2 separate regions of the Sus scrofa genome follow, and region 2 is linked to region 1. Evidence: chromatin contacts called from public HiChIP or PLAC-seq data. All regions are on one chromosome and are shown on one strand. Each heading gives the region's core, a stretch centred on a gene start, on an enhancer-like site or on the middle of the called end of the contact. The rest is flanking DNA. Distances are from core to core; before and after follow the strand shown. Region 1 holds the start of LOC110257285. Region 2 holds the start of TPPP (tubulin polymerization promoting protein).

Region 1 (5,606 bases), core at 923-3,422:
AGGTTGCGTGCTGGGTCGTGTTCCTCGTACTGACCTCCACCAACTTTGGGATATTCATTCCGCTAATGCCACCTTACTGGAGATACACTGCCTATGGGGTATCCTTTCACCGGGGCGCCGCTGTTGGCGAGGTGCACAGGGGCTTCCACGTCTCACGCCAGCACCCCGTTGTCACAGCGCCTGAAACCCCACCTCCGGCCTCCGTGCCACCGCCGACTCGGGGTCTCTGCCACCGGCACCCGCCAGAGCCGGTGCGGGAGATGCGAGCCTGGCTGGCGGCAGGGGTGTGAGGGGCCCGGGGTGGACAGAGGCCCCAGGAGGCGGGGAGGAGCTGTGACCCAGGGCGGAGGCCTTTCCAGGCCACAGCCGAGCAGCCGCTCTGTGGTGCCGAGGGGAGGGCCGAGCCTCAGTGGGGAGAGGCTTGAGGCGCTCCATGCTCCCCCAGGCCGGGGCATGCAGCGCTGCTCCCCACCGCGCCCCTTCCCCGAGAGACTGTGACCTTTGTGACCCCGGGGTGCTCTGCTCCGTCCCGGGGGTATCTGTCAGGGTGGGCGTCTGGGTGACGTGGGGCCCCACATCAAGGGTCGTGCGTGTTAGAGCCCGTGGGCAGGCTGACTGCAAAGTGGGCAGCAGAACCAGTTTCTAAAAGGGGGTGTTTGTGCCTGTGTCAAGCCCTCCTTGGTGAGGACATGGGCTCCGCCGCCTGCCTCTCCGCTGGCCGCCTGGCGTCTCTGGTTGGGTGGAGAGCGCCCGGGTTTGCGGAGTGAGGGAGGCGGCAGGACCAGGAAGGACCAAGTCTGTGCGAGCCTCCCTGCCTGTCCCAAGTGGAGAGAGCAGGAGTGTGGCCCGGGCTGTGCAGAGCTCAGACTGTCTTGGGGACCTGCCTGTCGCCCCAACCCCAGGGGCATCCCTCAGGCGCTACACAGCTGCACGTGGGCGCTCTGCTCTGGCCGCTGGGGGGCGCCAGCGTCATTCAGTGCCTGCAGGGATCCAGGAGCGGGAGGTGCCTGCAGCCCAGGCCCAGGGAAGGGCAGGGGCCAAGGTCAGGGCTGAGGACCAGGGTCACCAGGTCACCGCGCAGGAGTCTGGCCGCCCTCCGCTGGCTGGAGGGTCTGGATCCCGCGTTGGGTCTGAGCACGAGGAACTTGGCAGCGGCAGGGGCTGGGGGGGGCGGGGCAGCTCGGGGGGCGGGGCAGCGGGGGCGGGGCTTGCCCCTGGCCGCCTGCCGCAGGACGACCGACCCGAGGCAGCAGTGACAGGCGTGGCGAGGGCTGGCGCCAGCGCTGTTTGTTTACCGAACAAAGATAGTTGCTAGGGGACCTCGGCATGTCCTGCTTTGTAGTGGAAGTGAGACCAGGAACCCCGTTCTTTTTATTATTAACTTGAACCTAAGACTCTCCTAAGATAGAATTACATCGAAAGTGAAAGCCAGCAGCCCGAGGATGGGACACCCATCCTGGGGCACTTTCTATTCTGGGGGCTCAATGGCGGCCACAGAATGCGTGACCAATGGCAGGAACGGCCAGCTCGTCTTAAGCAAATGCAGCCGCTGTTGCCCGCAGTGGCCAGGGTGACCTGGCCAGTCCTCCATGCGTGCCAGCAGGCATGCTCATGCGTGTGCCCGTAGCGGACACTTTATGTCTAAGGGGCCGGGCGGCTTTGTCCACTGGGTCCAGGTGGAAGGCTGCCCTGAGGTCCTGGGGTCCCAGATGCCAGGCCTGGGAACACCTGCCAGGGACACCTGCAGGTTCGGACAGCCCAGGAACTCAGTCGAGGCGCCACAGGGCTGGCCTCTCAGGCTCTGGTCGAGTGCTCAGGTGCCCCCGCTGTGAGACGGGAGTCGCTAGTGGGCTGCTGTCCCCACTTTCTCCCTGGCGGTGGCCTTGGGGGGAGCTGAGGGTGGACGCAGGGACAGAGCACTCAGCTCCAGCCTCCCATCTGGCCCGCTGGCCCTGCCCACAGTGTGTGATGAGAACCATCCCGCTGAGCTCCACAGAGGAGGGGCGGCACCTGGGCTGCAGTGCCACCTCCTGTCACATCTGTCCCCTGCTGCCATCGCCGGCCTCCTGCGCAGGACTCACTCCCGTTGCCCCGGTAACCACACAAACAGTGCTGTGCATCCGGCCATGCCTCAGGCTTCAGGAAGTGGGTGTAGGGACCAGCGTACTGGAATGTGCTGGTGTCACCAGCTGTGACAGTGTAGGCTGGCCACTGACCACGGGAGCATGGCTCATCTGTTAACAGCAGGGGCGGCCTGCAGGGGCCTGCGGTGGCAGGAAGGGCCTCAGCATCGCCACGTCTTCACCTGGCCCTCTCTGCCGAGTCCCGTCCCCTCTGTAGGTGCCCGGGCCTGGCTGGTCCCCAGCAGCCATCTCCCTGTTCTTCTGGCTTTGCGCCCGCCCTCCCCTGGCCCAGCCCTCTGAGCCCCAGCTCACTCTTGCCTTCACGGCGGTCTCTGCCCCCCAGCCTCTGATACCTACACGCCCTCGCCCAGCACCCAGGGCCCTGGGCCTGCACCCGAGGCCAGAGGACAAGGAAGGGCCGAGCAGTGTTGGCCAAACCAGCCCCCACCGAGCCTTGTTGAGCGCCATGGAAGCTTCCTCTGGGCCCTTATCCAGGCTGGACCACGCCTGCAAGCGCAAGCCCCAGAGGGTGGGGCGGGCAGACCCCGGACCCTGACAGCAGTGCAGCCTGGGAGGCCTCACTGCCCAGAGCCCGCACCGCCCTGGGCCTCTGCGGAGTCACAGCAGAGCCTGTGAACCGCGGCTTCGCCAGGACACCCGCGGGCAGCAGTAGGAGGCACACCCCCGCCACGCCCAGGCCGCTCTCACAGGAGCCGGGCCTGTAAGCCCTGAACCTTCCTGGCTCAGAACCGTCCTGGGAAGCAGGGCAGGGCTCCTGGGGAGGCCAGGCCCGTGCTTCCGCCCCTTCTGTTTGGTTTCCATGGGGATGGTGTGTTGGTCCCTGGAGAGGAGGCTGGAGGATCTGCGGGCTCGATTTTACCCTGGGAGTCCTGGAGGGGGTGGGAGCCTGGGGTGTCTTTCCCTGGGGGAGGGGAGAGACAGAGCAGACAGAGACAGAGACAGAGAGGGAGAGACCCAAAGGGAAACAGAGAGACAGAGAGACCTACTGGGCTGGCCCCGGCTTCCTGGCCTGTGTTTGAGCCCTCCCCCCCTTTCCTTGGTGACCCGACCTGTGTGCTGGGCGCTGCCCCCCGCCCTGACGACCCCCACGACCGCCTCCAGGGCCGGGCTTGGTGCCCACAGGTGCAAGCGCATCTGTCCCTCTGGGTCACAGGGCGCAGCCTCCAGTCCTGGAGGGCGAAGGACTCGGGCAGCCTCTGCGGGAGGCGGGTACGGGAGGGGCTGACCAGCTCCCTGCCGCCCACCAGGCGTGGGCTCCTGCGGCCGCCCGGTGGCCCAGGGCATCTTGGGGCGAGCGCCCCGCACCGTGCGGAGCGGGCCGAGTTGCTCCTTGACGAGCCCCCTCCAGGTCACCGGTAGCATCTTTCTCTTCCACCTCGTGGTCCACATCATCGCAGTTTCCATCAATCCGGCCGAGAAAAGCGTGCATCAGAAGAACTATTTGGAGCCTATGCCTGTGTTTGACAGGTCCAAACACGCTCATGTCATCCAGGACCTGTATTGCCATCTGTGTGAGACCAATGTGTGAGTGCCAGGGGCGGGGCCCCGAGGCCCGGAGGTGCTGGCCGCGGGGGGACCAGGCAGTGGACTGGCACCGCCCCCTTGAGAGAAGCGAGGCCCGACTCAGGCCATCTGATGGCCGGGCTGCTGGCTCGGAGGCGTCCGTGGGGGACGGGGAGGGAGGGATCTGACTCTGGCCTCCAGGCCTCAGCCCTGGCACCACTGGCAGGCGCACCTGTGCTGGTTGCCCCCCAACCCCGTGTCTCCTCTGCAGGCAGACGGGGCCTCTGACAGGTCCCCCTCCCCCCACCCCGCACAGACCGCTCACAGGGCGCCCCCCTTCCTTCCAGAGATCCCAAGACCAAGCATTGCAGTGCCTGTAACAAGTGTGTTTTGGGCTTCGACCACCACTGCAAATGGCTCAACAACTGCGTGGGGAGAAAGAACTACCGGTGAGGCCCGCTTGGCTCAGTGGGGAGGGCCCGGGATGGGCAGGCCTGCCTCCTCACGCGGGCTCGGTCCCTCCTGCACCTGGACGCGCCTCGGGAAGGTGCCGCCTCACTGGCTGGTCACCTTGAGGTCTGCCTGCCCTCGGGGCCAGGCGAGGGGTGTGACCCTGCCCGTGTCGGGGACCCAGAGGGCCGGGCTCCAGCACAGCCCCGGCTCGGCAGGGTCTTTCCGGCGGGAGAGGGGGCGTCTCTGGAGCCCCCCCTCCTCTGGGCAGGTCAGGAGGGGCGGATGCCTGGCACGCAGCAGGGGTTGGCCTGGTGGGGCCTCCAGAGGGCCAGGAGGGCCTCGGGGCCGCCTCTTCCTGAGGGGTGGGCGCCTCGCACACCACCCACCCCTGGACCCCGTGTCCAGCTCAGCTCGCCCCAAAGACATGCGTAAGCTGCGGGTCAAGGCAGGCCTCTGGGTAGAGCTGACCATGGTACAGGCCTGAGAGAGACAGAGGAAGACCTCGCGGTGAAATCATCGTCCCAGAACCCTTGCCCAGGGGCTGCCTCCTCGAGGGAGCAGAGGCATGGTCCTGGGCCTCGGCAGGGACGTCCTGCCAGGCATGGCCTCTGCAGGCAGAGAGAGGCGCAGCTGCTCGGGAGCCCCACTCAGCACCCCTGGCCCCTTGCCTGGCTTCCGGGGCGAGAGGCCCGTGGAGCCCGGTGTGTGCTCACACGCAGCGGGCCGGGTGGCAGCTGAATGCTGGGCCGCCTTGAACAAGTTTCACCCTGTCTCTGAGCCTCGGTCTCCCTATGAGACTAAGACCTCAGGTGCAAACTGTGAGGCCACAGAAACTGCAGGTGGGGCCGTGGGGCTCAGGCGGGGCTCAGGCAGGGGTCAGGAGCCCATGAGGGCCGTTCAGGAGCTGAGGAGAAAGGCCCAGCGGAGCCAGAGGAGGAAGGGCTGAGGGTGTGGCCAGAGCCGGACGTGGGCTGCCAAGCTGCCGTCCAGATGGGACGTCTGCGGGTGCCCCGTGCGGTCCTGGGCCTTGGCAGGGCTGGGCCGCGCTGGCTGCGCTGAGCCCGCTGGCCTCTCCCACAGGTACTTCTTCAGCTCGGTGGTGTCAGCTTTGGCCGGGCTGCTCTGCATGTTTGCCATCTTGAGCTATCTCTTCGTCCAGTTCCTGGTCGATCCCATGCAGCTGCGCACGGACCCCCACTTTGCAGGTTCGCTGCTGCCCGCGCTCCGTTTTCCTGGTCAAATCTTGGGGGCGGGGGGCGGCAGCCCAGTGTCTTCACTTCAGCCCCCAGTGCCCAGGGGGTGGGTTTGGGGTGCAGAGGCGCCGCTGTGGCTGCTTGAGGCTGTGCGTCCAGGCAACATCAGGCACCCAGAGCGGGGGCCACACCTGGCCCCCCTGGCAGTCCCAAGGGACGTGCGGTGGGGCGGGAACGGCGGGAGTGACGGGTCCTCAGCCAGCCCAGGCCCCGGGTTCTGGGCGCAGCCAGCAGAGCCCTCCTGACACCACAT
Region 2 (5,606 bases), core at 2,217-4,716, 34 kb after region 1:
CCCCGAGTTTCCATCTTCTTGAAGGAGGCCCGCGTTTTTGTTCCGATTGGATCCCACGCACGGTGCAGGCGGCCCTGAGCTCACCCCAGGAGGGACAGAGCAGGGCACAGTGTGGGCCCACAGAGCGGGCGCTGAGTGCTGGTGGCGGCCGTGCTGGGTGGTGGCGAGGGCAGAGCCTGGCTGGGCAGAGGGCGTTCCTCTTTGTCAGCTGCACGGAATTATTTTGGCTTCAATGCATCTCGTCGTCCATGAAGGGTGACTCTTCCCTAGTTGAGCAGCGTGACCTGGAGGCGTGACCTGCCCTCCCTTTGAGCTGGAGAAGGAGCCTCACTTGGGGCCACGGAGCATGAGTCCTACAGGCCCCCTCCTCCGGGGAGATGGATGGGCCTGTGGGTGTCCCCGCTGCTGCCTGAGTGCATGTCTGCCTGGCCCACAAGCAGCTCCCATGACGGCGAAGCCTGCGTGGACAAGGACGCAAGCCATCCAGGCCTCTGAGCACGTGTGGTCAAGGGGGCATTTTAACAGGAGGACACGCTTCAGTTTTAAAATAAGGAATGTGTGAAGCCTGGTAGGTGGAGTTAGGCCTGGCCTGAGCCTCCCACCCCTTCCTGCCCACAGATGCCCTCTGCCTCCTGGGTGGTCCTGGGGGCAGGGACCCAGGGTCCAGAGCCCGAGACGGCCAGGCACGGCTGGGGGGAGACAGGACTGTGCCCAGGGACGTCTCCTGGCGGGCTGTGGGACTCCTGGGGGAGCCAGGAAAAGACCCCATATCAGTCCCTGGGGAACCGAAGGACTGGGGGCTCGACCCGAGGTCAGCCTGGATTCCCCACATGGGCCCTAAATCCAGCAAGTGTGCCCTTGCAGAGACACGGGGAGAAAGCGGACGTGGGAGAAGGCCACGTGAGGACAAAGGCCGAGGCTGGAGCTGTGAGGCCTCGAGCCCAGGGGCGCCTGGGCCCCCCGGCTGGGGGAGGCAGGCAGGGTCACCGGAGCCTTTTGAGGGAGCACGCCTGTCACCACCATGGCTTTGGACTTCTTTGGCTCTTTCGCTGGGACTGTGAGCGTCTCTGCTGTTTAGGCTGCCGGGGCCTGGCGGTTCTTTTCCTGTGACCCTGAGAAACAAGCACAGGGTCCTACCAGTGCTCACAGGCCAGTCTCCATGTGGCTGCCGTGCACCCGCCAACCGCGAGCTGGGCTTTCCCACCTGGAGGGTGGACGGAGACGGTCCAGGTCGTGTCAGGGACCAAGGACCAGGGTGCAGAGTCACCCCCACAAAAGGGGCTCCAGAAGGGCAGCCACGGCGGAGAAGGGTCTTCTGCCCGCAAACCGGGATGTAACCTGCCATCCCACGGCAAGGCGACCCTTCCAGTCTGGTAAGAGCCGATGCCACTATTTCTGGCGCTTTTCCGAGTGTGGCCGGACCTGACCCTATGCTGTGAAAGGGCCCGCCTCCCAAGGACCAAAGCTCAAGTTCATCAGCAGACAACCAGCCTCAAGAGAGGGACAGCGGCCACCATGCTGGCTTCCGGTGGTCTGGACCGTGGGGCGGGGCCTCGGAGGGCTGTGGCTCCACCCTTCCTGCCTGGCGCAGGTGTGCCAGGAGCCGGCCCACTGCTCGCCAGGTCTGGCCGGACTTCCCCTGACTCCGGTCCTGGACCGTTTCGGCTTCGGAGGCCTGGCGCCCACCTCCCAGCGCAATTCTACCCTTGGCAGAATCACCAGGTCCACCTCACAGCCCCTGCACAGGTTCGGAAAAATGCACTAACAGAGTCGCCATTTGGCTAATACGATGATTGGAACATAACACTGAGTGGAGTTTTTCATTGTTTCCTGCACATCGTTAACAGCGGCTTCAGCAGCGCTGGGGGCTCTGTGGGTCCGAGAAGGTGCAGCCAGCTTCAACCTGAAGAGTCAGGGTCATGAGGAGCTGGCCACAGGGCGATCTCACGTTTTCCCTGTTCTTCCAACGCCACGAGTTTGGATTTGCCTGGTCTCTGGAGTATGGGATTTTTCAGGGCAACGATAATTAGAAGCCCATCTTCACCTGGTGTTGAGCAGAAGTAGCAACCAGAGGAGTTGAGAGGAAGGCACTGGGACCCAGGACCACGGTGGGGATAGGGGCTCAGCCTGCCCCTGGCTCCCCAGGTATCCTCCGGGCTGGCGGTCTGTTGGACAGCAGCACCTCAGCTTCCTCTGCTGCCTTTGCCGGGCTGCCTGGCCTGAACGGCATCCCAGGTTAGGTCAGAAGCTGCTGCAGGTGCTTGTGACTCAGAGACCTGAGAGCAGAGCAGAGCCTGGGCTTGGGACGTGGGGTCCCTGCAGGCGGGGTGGAGCACAGAGGCTGAATGTATGTTTGGGGGTTTAGTTCTGCATCTGGGAGAGTGGGGGTCTGCAGCTAGATGGGCCGTAGAGTGTGCGTGTCTGTGTGTGTGTAAGGTCTGGGGGCTTTGCAGCCAGGAGACGAGCTCAGATCCTTGGCCAGCTCCGGGTCAGGGCAGTGGAGCTGTAAGTGACCTAAAGACCACCCTTTTCCCCGAAGCCGGGCATCCTGAGAGTGCAGGGGCGGCCGGTGGGGAGGGTACAGGAGGCGAGGAGGAGCCGGGGGAAAGAGCCCTTGAGAACTGCACCCTTCACACAGGTAACCTGCAGGGGTACACGTCGTCCTTGGGAAGATGGCAGGCCTCCAGCTGGTGCGGGGGACCCAGATGGGGACGCAGCTCCCGCTTGCGCCCCGGAAGGAGGCGCGGCTGCACAGCCTCCGGTGCCCGGCACGGATTCTCTTCCCCGACACCGGCCGACACCACCCAGGCGCTCGCCTCACAGTCCTGCTGTTCCCCAAACTCTCGCGCATCGGCCCCACTCCGTCCCACCCTGCGCCCCCTCCGTGGGGTCTGAGCCTCGCCACCGCGGACCCCCTCGTTGGCCCGAGCATCTCTGTGAAGAGGCCAGCACCTGGCCGCCCCACTCAGGCCTGTCCGCAGACCCATCCGTCCTCCCGCGTCCACGGTCCGGGAGGGCATGCTGGGGCCGCATAGGCACTGCCCCCGCCCCGCGGAGCTGTGTGGCCCGGAGGGCACGAGCCGATCCGCCTTGTAAGGCAGACGCTGCGCTCAAACGACCTCGGCGAGCAGGCGTCCCGAGAGGGGGGCGGGGGCGGAGCCGCCGAGAGCGCTAGGGGCGGGCCTGGGGGGCGGGCCTGGGGGGCGGGGCCTGGGCTGGGGGCCGTGAGAGCCAGTGAGGACCGGTCAGTGGAGCCGGGGGTGGGGGCCCGAGGGGGCTCCTCCAATGAGAGCGCGGGGCGGGTAGGGCGTGGGGAAGGACGTGCGTGGAAGGGGGAGCCGGGGGCGGGCCGGAAGGCGGGGCCGGAGGGCGGGGGCGGGGGCGGGGGCGGGGCCGGGGGCGGTGCCGCGAGAGCAGGCCGGGCGCCCGGTCGCGCGCGGGAGAGTCGCGGAGGCGCCGCTGCTGCAGTCGCCGCATCGCCGAGGTAAGTGGCCGCGGGCCGCTCCGTCCTGAGGCGCGGTGCACAGGGCCCCCTGCTTCTCCGGCCACCTGCGCCCGCAAGCCGGGCACACCACTCATTCCCGGCGCCGGCCCGCGCCCCTTTCCCGAGGCTCCGCGCGTCCGTGCGCCGGGCGCCCTGGGGCTGCCAGCTATCCGCGCGGAGCTCGGAATCCTGCAGCCGCGTCGGGGCGTGGGTCTGGGGACGCGCTGGGAGCGAGCTGAGACAGCGCGCGATGCAGAGGGCAGGTTTATAATTGGGCCCTAAATAAGGCGCTTTCGCCTTTCTTTGCGTCCGTGCGTAAGGCGACAGAGGACTGCCCTTCCAGCCCCTTCCCTCTCCGTGTCCAGCTGTATGAACACGTTCACATGCCCAGGCCTGGCGTGTCGGCTGCAGGCGAGACGGCGGGAAACGCGGGCTTAGAGGGTCTGAAATGAAGCCATTGTCATAGAGCATGGATTTTAGGAGATCCAGGGCCACGGAGGGCCATTTGTGTCCACGGGCCCAGAATGCGCGTGATCATTTGGCGAGGGCTCCGGCGCCATTGCCGGTGCAGGTGAGAGTGTCAGGCCTACAGTTTGCAAATCCAGAAGCTTCCCCCGAGGGGTGTTATGTTTTCTTATCGCATGTGGGCACGGAACCGGCAATCAAGATAAAGAGGTTGGCTGCCAATTTATTTTTTTCCACACACCTAACCCCGCCTTCGAAGGAGGATCTAGGGAAACTCTTTATTCTGCGGTTTCAGTTATGTAAATGAAGCCTTGAAATGGGTGAGAAGTGAACTCATTCGGCTACCCTGCCTGTGACTGCTGTTTTGATAGGCGTTTGGGGTTCTCTGAAGATGAGACACCTTTTAGGATAAGCTGGCTATGCTGTCATCCATCCGTGTGTTTATTGGCTGATTCTGCTGACATTTATGGGATACGTGCATGGTCCCTGGGGGAGGCGGGCGAAAGGACCTAGCTCCCACGGCCCCCACTGCTGCCTCCAGGACTCCCCACGGCCAGTCTCAGGCACGGTGAACTGGGGGGGTGGGGGGTGGCGCTCCCCAGAGCCTAGACCAGCCCCTGACGCTTAGGAGGGGTCAGTAAACCCTGACCTGAACTACAGGGCACTGGGACGGCATCCGGACGGAGCAGTGGGGCTGGAGAGGGGAGGCTTGGAACAGGCAGGAAATGGGGGGCAGCAGTGAGACAGACGCCTTGCAGTGCCTTTAGCTGGGCTCCCATCTCTGGTACCAGCCCCTGTTCCCAGCACTGGGCAGGGATGGCAGGGCTCTGTGATGACTGAGGGGAGGAGGGGTGTGGTGAATTTCCTGGGAGCGGCTGCAAAGTGCAGGCCACACGAGAGTTGCGTGTTTTCCTGGGGAAAGGGTCTGTAGAGCTTTCATGATTTCCAGAAGGATCTAGACTCAGAAAGGGACCGTCATTTAAACACTGCAGTAAAAATTCTTCTCTGTCTTTTCCGAATGATGAAGTGACGGAGACTAGAGGAAGCTGTGTTGGGTTTATTCTTATTTCCTAGGTGTTGTTTGGCTGATCTTCGTGAATCCTTTGAAGTTGCAATAAATAAACTGTTTTTACTAGATCCAAGGTTATAGATGCTCATTGTGGGAAATGTGCAAATCACAGGAGAATTTCATGTAGAGAATTAAAATCACTTATCACTGATTGAGGTTTAGGAGAAACGTTTGAGCAGCCAAACTGTCCTCCGAGGCAGTGTCCACGTGGCCTCCCTGGTGGGCAACGAGCCGCTCCCTGCAGGAGAGGCTGAGAATTAAAAGCTTCCTCGGGGAGAGGCTGTGCTGACTTAGCGCCAGGCCTATTTATAGCTGGTGATGTTGCTGGTGAGGCTGGAGGAGCATGTAGAAGATGCCATCTGGGGATACAGGGGCCACCAGGGACGGGGCCCTGCTGCACCTTGAAGTATCAGGTCCTCCTTGGGCCGTGAGGTTCATGCCCTGAGCCCAGCCTGGCGCCGTCCAGAAACCACGCCAGCTGAGGGTGCCGGGCACTGTGCCCAGTCCACCTGAGCCCACAAACCCCGGACCACGCAGACGCTGGGCTTTGGCAGGAGAATCAACACACACCCACCGCCCACCCCTTCA

Evidence for each region. HiChIP or PLAC-seq counts read pairs in DNA pulled down with a chosen protein or histone mark.
Region 2: a contact with region 1 is called in an H3K27ac HiChIP or PLAC-seq map of skeletal muscle. The contact joins the promoter of TPPP here to the promoter of LOC110257285 in region 1. A contact is called at or near these places in 13 of 47 Hi-C or Micro-C datasets (epiblast stem cells, fetal liver, heart right ventricle and 6 more) and 2 of 2 datasets of contacts at active chromatin or transcription factors (alveolar macrophages and skeletal muscle).

What each region holds. Positions count from the first base shown.
Region 1 is chr16:79,499,338-79,504,943 of Sscrofa11.1, forward strand. It overlaps LOC110257285, which reads left to right and starts at 2,173. Exons shown (of 13, transcript XM_021076900.1): 1 at 2,173-3,668; 2 at 3,995-4,096; 3 at 5,181-5,305. The coding sequence starts at 3,595.
Region 2 is chr16:79,531,638-79,537,243 of Sscrofa11.1, forward strand. It overlaps TPPP (tubulin polymerization promoting protein), which reads left to right and starts at 3,467. Exons shown (of 4, transcript NM_001123206.1): 1 at 3,467-3,484.